2 separate regions of the Danio rerio genome follow, and region 1 is linked to region 2. A link is a contact called in public Hi-C data. All regions are on one chromosome and are shown on one strand. The core of a region is the stretch at or near the end of the contact, and the rest is flanking DNA. Distances in the headings are between cores, read along the strand shown.

Region 1 (3,436 bases), core at 633-3,132, 77 kb after region 2:
TGTTAGGCGACAGTTCTAACCACTGTGCCACCAGTTTTATTACTCATATGAAGTATATACTGTACATCTCTGAGGACAAAGCGGCTAAAATACAATTATACTGTAGATTGTAAAAAAATATGTCAAAAAGGCATGACTAAAACTGTTTTTGTTACTCTAACTTATTTGAAGTTAATCAGGTTTCAACTAAAATTAAAAGTTCTGCAAAGTTTAACTTCATATTTTTAGACAGTTTGATTGATATAATAGTTTAGATGACTAGACAATTTCATTTGATTCGAGTAAAAAATTGAAGGCAGCAAGAATTTTTACAGTGAAATAATTGTTTCAATTTAAAATAACGTTCATATTTTATTTTACATGTAATGAACTATTATCTTCATTACAAAACTATATTTTCAACAGTTTTAACGTGAAACAGTACTAGAAACATTTCTTCTTATTTTCAATGTTATGTGCAGTTTAAATGGATAGTTCGCTGAAAACTGATCATTTACTCACTCTACTCATTTCAAACTGCTTTAAGTTTATCTTTTTTTTATTTGTTGAACACAAAATATATTTTGAAGAATGTTATCATTGACTTCCATAGTATTTTGTTCCTACACTGAAAAAAAATATTCAAAGATGATTCCTTTTTACTACATTTTTTAAGGTTAAGTGGTTGTAAACAATTTATTTAGGCTGAAGTTAATCAAATAAATTAATTCATTCATTTTCTTGTCGGCTTAGTCCCTTTTTTAATCCGGGGTCGCCACAGCAGAATGAACCGCCAACTTATCCAGCAGGTTTTTAGGCAGCTGATGTCCTTCCAGCCGCAACCCATCTCTGGGAAACATCCACACACACTCATGCACTATGGACAATTTAGCCTACCCAATTCACCGGTACCGCATGTCTTAGGACTATGGGGAAAACCAGAGTACCCGGAGGAAACCCACGCGAATGCAGGGAGAACATGCAAACTCCTCACAGAAACACCAACGGACCCAGCCCGAGGCTCGAACCAGCAACCTTTTTGCTGTGAGGTGACAGCACTACCTACTGCGCCACTGTGTCGCCTCAAACAAATTAAGTTGAACATTACTCAATTTAATTAACTTAAATTCAACACAAATTGTTTGCAACATTTTTTTTCAGTGTTCACTGTAAAAAGCAATTAGTTGACTTTATTTAAGATAGTTTTATATTATAAAAAATTATTTAACGTAACAGTTCCAAGTTACAATGGGTTTACTTATATTGTTTTTAGGTGAAGTTTTTTGGGGAACTATACCTTTAATGTCTGCTCTCTATAAATAAATATTTAAATAAAGGTATGAGAGCTGTCAATAGGGTGGTACCTTTTCAAAAGGTTTGCATTTGTACCTAAAAGGTCCATATTAATATTTCATGGGTACATATTAGTGCCTAAAAAGTACAAAAGTGTACCTTTCAAAAATTGTAGCTACAAATATGTTTTTGAGGTACCAATATGGACCCTTTAAGTATAAATGTGTAGGGTTTGAAAAGGTACCACCCTTGTGACAGCTTGCGTACCTTTATTACTGAGAGCGTATGGAAAAAATTAATAAATTCAGTATTATTGTGAAATACTGCTACAAATTAAAACACAGCTCTACCAGTAATTGATTTATGTGATTGCACAACCAAATTGTTAGCATAAAAAGTATGCATCTTCATTAACATCAGTGTAAAAGGGTCTGAAATACAATACATTAAAAGAGCAGTCATAAATGAAGAGCAGAGCAGCATTTACCTTTCCGCTCTTAACATTGTCAGAGCAGGCGCGCATGTACATTGGCATGGCCATGACCACCTCCAGCCAGGCCTGCACAGTGCCGGCTCTCCACAGAGACATGGGCCTGCTGCGCGTCAGCTCTGCCTGCTGCAGTCGCTCCAGCTGATCCTCGCCGTCCGATAGGCTGGGCTGTGTCTGACTGGAGACGCTGTCTGAGTCTGGATTGGTCAGGAACACCAGGAGGTTTACAGGGGCCGAGAACAAAACAAAACCGGCTTATCCACTTCATTTAACATCTATACACAGACATCCTCTATATACTATAAGAGCAGGTTGACTATATTATAATAACTTTAACTGTTAAAAGCTATTCGTAATTAGTTAAAGTTATGGTAATATAACCTTAGCTTTTCTGATTTTATTTGTAATGCACCTTCTGTAGAGTTGCTTTGAAACAGTAATAATTGTGAAAAGTGCTATACAAATACACTTCAATTGAACTGAACTGAATGATCCATCCTGCACATACAAGCTTTTTTTGAAAAATAAATAAATATATATATATTTAAATATATATAAATATATAAATATATTCTGCTCTTAAGGGAAGGCACTGCAGATGAAAAAAACTATTTTATTTTATACACCTGTTCATTTTGGTGTATTTTTTCAGTCTAATGTAAGAAAACATTCAGAATATACTAAGTGTTTCTTTTGTTGCAACTTATCTTGTTGTGTATGCTATTAAACTATACTTTTATTTTTATTTATATTTTTATTCTCAAACTGAGTTGAGTTTCATGCACTGAGGGATAAAGCTCCGCTTCAGCAGCACTTACAGATTTATTCATATCTGTATTCTGAAGGATTTTACAGTGGGATCATAAACAATATGCCTGATTTAATACAAGTTTTATTGAAGACCTTGAAAATGTATACTTTTTGCTGTATTTTCTTAATCTTGGTGGCAAAAAAGTGTATTTTCCTTTAAAATATTTAATTGAGTCAAAATTTTGAATCAAACTTCATCAAATATTTTTTGCTAGAAGTAAATGAATACATGTTTAATAAAACGGCCTAATTGAACATAATATTTTAGAAAACTGTTAAAAATACTTTGTAATACAACAAAAGCCTGCAATTCCTAATGTGATGAGTCAACTAAAGTTTGCTGAAAACTATTAGTTGATATTTTACCCTATTCAGCTGTAGTGTCTTGCCTCAAAAGAAGCTTCTAAAATGACTTACTCTCTCTTAGTGAAAAGCGATGACCGCATGTGTCGTGTGGTCAACATTGGCAGATATGATCTATTCTGATTTCACCCAGACACCATGCCAAGCAAAACCACTTCCTCGTTCACCACCTCTAACTTTCACTGTACTGAAACCACTCTACTTCCTTCCCCATCCTGTGATCAATTTGCATTGAGTATAATGTGTGTTTTTGTGCTAATTTATATTCTAGCATTGTTTATTGGTTTACAAAAATAAATAAATAAATAAACTAAAAAAAAATCCATGTCATCAGTGTTGTTTGTGTTATATAGTGCATAGACTACAAGGAATATAAATACACTACTGGTATAACGTTTGGGTTCAGGTTTCTTTTTTTTTATTAGTCTGTTTATCAAGGCAGCATTTATTAAATGTAAAAAAGTTCAATTGTTAAATATTTATTAAAACTTTAAATAACTG
Region 2 (3,698 bases), core at 203-2,702:
GAAGTTTTATGAATAATTAATCGAATCATTTATTAAAAATGAGACAAAAAATATGAATGGTAAAAATGATAATGTTAGATATCTACATTTAACGTTATCATCTCCAGTACTAATAACAGTAAATTTTTCACAGTACTGATTATTTTACTATTTATTTTTATTCCGGTGATTAATTCTTTATTTTATTTTTCATAAAATTACAAGTTCTAAGTTCTGTTTGTTAAAACCAAAAGTTTCTTGCAGTACTGTTTTTATAATAAATGGAAAGCAAATTTGTCTCTTCCCCTTTTTGGCTGATCCAAAAAATGGTCCGATACGTAACTAAAAACCATAACATGATCCGAACCGTAGGATTTGTAACTCGTTACACCACTAGATATAGTTATATATATAATTATTATGTGGAATCATTAAGAAACCTTTTTAGGGTGGGTGAATTTGGAAAGTAATCATAATCAGACACAAATATCTGACTTATTCCCCCAACTTTTTGGATGCGACAAAATACCAAAAACAATTCAGTGTGTGATTAAACTGCCCAGATTGATCACGTTGAAACAAAAATTCATAAAACAAAATTCAAAACAGAAAATACACAACATGGTAGAAAACATTGTCCAATATAATGAGTTTTAGGTAATCACCATTGACAGACAATATTTATCTGGGTTCAGAGGGTCAAGCAAAGCATCAAAATGTACAACTGGCTCACTACCCATGTTTTGTTAGAAGTCTGAACACCTGCTTGCCTTGCGCAAAGGGAAATTTGTTGTTTTTTTTCCCTTCCAAAAATGCGGATGGGTAAGTCAAAACATGACTCAAGCGATGAACAACCACTGCACACCCAACAAAGAACGTCTGTCTGTGTTTGTTCCTTCCCTGAGGTCTGGAGTTCCAGGAAGACCAGGGCGTCCCAGACATAATAGTCTTTGACTGTGCACCCTCCCAGACACCACAAGGGAGCCGCTGATGCAACGTCCGCTGATCTGAAATCAGGGCAGCCGTGACACGGGACTCACTCATCACCACATCAAACGTGTGGCCTCGTGACACACATGCAGGGCAGACTGTATCAAAACCACACAATTGATCCAGATTAGGACATGCACAACATCTGGGTGCAAACCTGGAGCCTTATATAAACCTTCAAGGAAGCTTGTGGCCATCTGGATTTATGATACAATTTTGAAGAACTCTAAATGAGGTTATTGCAAAGCACTATGTGTTGCCCTAGCCTAGACTATAAATACAGATGAAATATTCATGTTGGATAAAATGTAGCATGCTCTATATTGTTAATCATGACTGAGAAAATATAACAAGGCCTCCATTAATGCTGGAGCACATGAGCGAGTGATTGAAAGAGTGAGCAAGTGAGTGAGTGAGTGAGGGCCACATTTCCTCTCTGTAGTTTGCTTTGGCTGATGGCCCTGTGGGAACCCAGAGCGTCTGGTTCCTGAATGTGAGTGGGCGGGTTCGAGGAGCAGGACCACAGAGGAAACACAAAGCAGCAGGAATGTATACTTGAAGGCCAAGTACGGCTTACTCTTAAAGTGGCCATTCAATCCTATGCCCTTTCAACTGCCTATTGTGCAAGATTTCTTTGAAGGCATGTTATAAAGGAGCCCTTTACGGCAAACGCGAGGCTGAACATACAAGGATGAAACGTGCATGTTCGTGCCAACATAACCAATGCTTTTTTTTGCATGAAATCGGTTCATGAATTAAATTATCCCATGGTGGATACATAAAAATATTATAAGAACATGCTATTCTATCCTAATAGGCCAAATATAATAGCTGATAACATCCCGATATAGCATGCATTCCTAGTTTTGACTGGGGCTGATACGGATTTGAAAAGGATTGAAAAATGTCATTTTTGCCAATGGTCCAACATGTGCAGACATCCTAAACAAATATTGAGTAAAACAGTTAGGAATGCATGGCTCCATCCAAGAGCCATGGGTGAATGTTTTCATAAAATGGATTGGATATCATCTGACCACTTTTGCTTCTGATTTCGAATGACTAATGAAGCAAATTTCGACCTTCGAGTTACACCATCCAGCTCGTTCAGGGACATGGTGTGTGCTTCAAATCTCTGCTGATATCACTTGGAAGCCAAACAAGTGGAGTTTCATTTGCCGTGAAACAAAAATAGTCTGCTCTGTTGAACTTGTTTGAGCAACAAACATCCTCACAATAATGCGCCACACTGCCTGAAAGTGCTGTGGCGGTGGTGGTGCGCAGCAACCAGGCACAACAAGTTTCCTATTACAGCTTTTCTTTCCCCCCACGGAAATCCTGCATGTAATCCCCAGATCTGTGTGTGCTTTGCCGTGCTCTGCCAAAGTCAAGGGCAAAACTGGCGAAACACACTTGAGTAGGAGCTTTGCTGAGATGCGCTGGAGATGGGCTCTCTGATTAAGGGGGCTTCTGGAAGACCATACAGGATGAAAGTGTGTAAATAAAAGTATGTGAGAGAGAAAGGAGAAGATAATGCCAGCTGTCCTCATGCAAGTGCAAGTGCTTTGGAGGGTCTCGCAATTTTATATTAAGCCCGGTTGTCACCAGGTGTCAGCTGGCAGATCATTCCTTGCAGAGAAAAACTGTGCCATCACGTTTCCCCTCAAGTCCTTCCTCTTCAAGAAGTCAGATATGGAGCCTTAGGGAAAACCAATCTTGATTGGATTGTGCTAATAGTCTTTGGACTGGAGTTTTGCTGCTGTTTGAGCTGAACAGGGAACAGACTTTTAAGGCAGAGGAGGGGCGTAATGCGTAATCCTGCTCTGAGACTGATGGAGGAATCCATCTGCTTCAATATGGCGTATTCCAGCAGGCACATAAGGGTATGGACTGTTAATAAGTCCTCCAAAAAAAGTAGTCCACTGCTACAGTGCAAATAAAATGGATCCTACAAAACGCACACATACAGTTCTTCCCAGTGTCTAGTAGTGTTGCATGATACTGGAATTCGGTACCAATCGATACTGAAATTTAAAAAATGTCAATTTCCCTCTAACATTGAGCATGTTCTTAAACAGCGCCGAATTGCCATTGTGTTCACCTGCACAACAGAAATTACTGTGATTATCCATGAAAGTCATCAGTTCAACAAACTTACTTACTGAGTTTAAACACAGATACAGTGACTAAAGAAAAATATCAAAAAACTAACTGCTAACATATGCCTAAACTGAAAACCCAGATTCTTTTTCGCACTACACTTATGCATTTTTTTCCAATGTCATTTGAGATATAGGTTAGTGTAGCAGGTGTAAAGACTAATAAGAAACTTTTTGTACAGCAAGAGCAAATTTGGATGATATTTATTGCCAAGATTGGCAGGTCTTGACTTACTGTTTGACATTATAATAGAAACGTACAACTGAAAGACTGAACCAACTGAACATACCAATTCTTCCTCAGTACCATGTAGGTTTTTTCTTCTTATTTTTTTAAAGTGTCTGGTTTGTTTGGGTTGATAAGCCATCAATCTTAGTAGGCCAGAACCACCTTTTTTATTTGTTTAACCAAATTTTCTTTTACATCAGTTTTCAGTTTGTAATTAAATGAATCAATCTCTGCATGTTTTGATGCGTAATGCTTATGCTGAGGCGGAGACAAAGCATCCCACAAGGCACGTACACATTCGCACAATGTCTTTCTGCTTCTCTTCACATTTAGAACACTAA

Evidence for each region. Hi-C and Micro-C count contacts between places; a contact is called where the count stands out from the background.
Region 1: a Hi-C map of embryo shows a contact between it and region 2, with 1.5 times the contacts expected there. The contact joins two enhancer-like sites. A contact is called at or near these places in 4 of 18 Hi-C or Micro-C datasets (caudal fin, embryo, fibroblasts and 1 more).

Annotation. Positions count from the first base shown.
Region 1 is chr11:27,943,054-27,946,489 of GRCz12tu, forward strand. It overlaps a transcript of kaznb not described here. Among named protein-coding and RNA genes, the nearest start is that of tmem51b, 18 kb to the left of the region's middle. Within about 2 kb of position 1,883, at least 23 of the 62 cell types and tissues checked have an H3K27ac peak or open chromatin away from gene starts, as enhancers often do.
Region 2 is chr11:27,866,694-27,870,391 of GRCz12tu, forward strand. All of the region lies in intron 1 of skib (v-ski avian sarcoma viral oncogene homolog b), which reads right to left. Among named protein-coding and RNA genes, the nearest start is that of plch2b, 18 kb to the left of the region's middle. Within about 2 kb of position 1,453, at least 32 of the 62 cell types and tissues checked have an H3K27ac peak or open chromatin away from gene starts, as enhancers often do.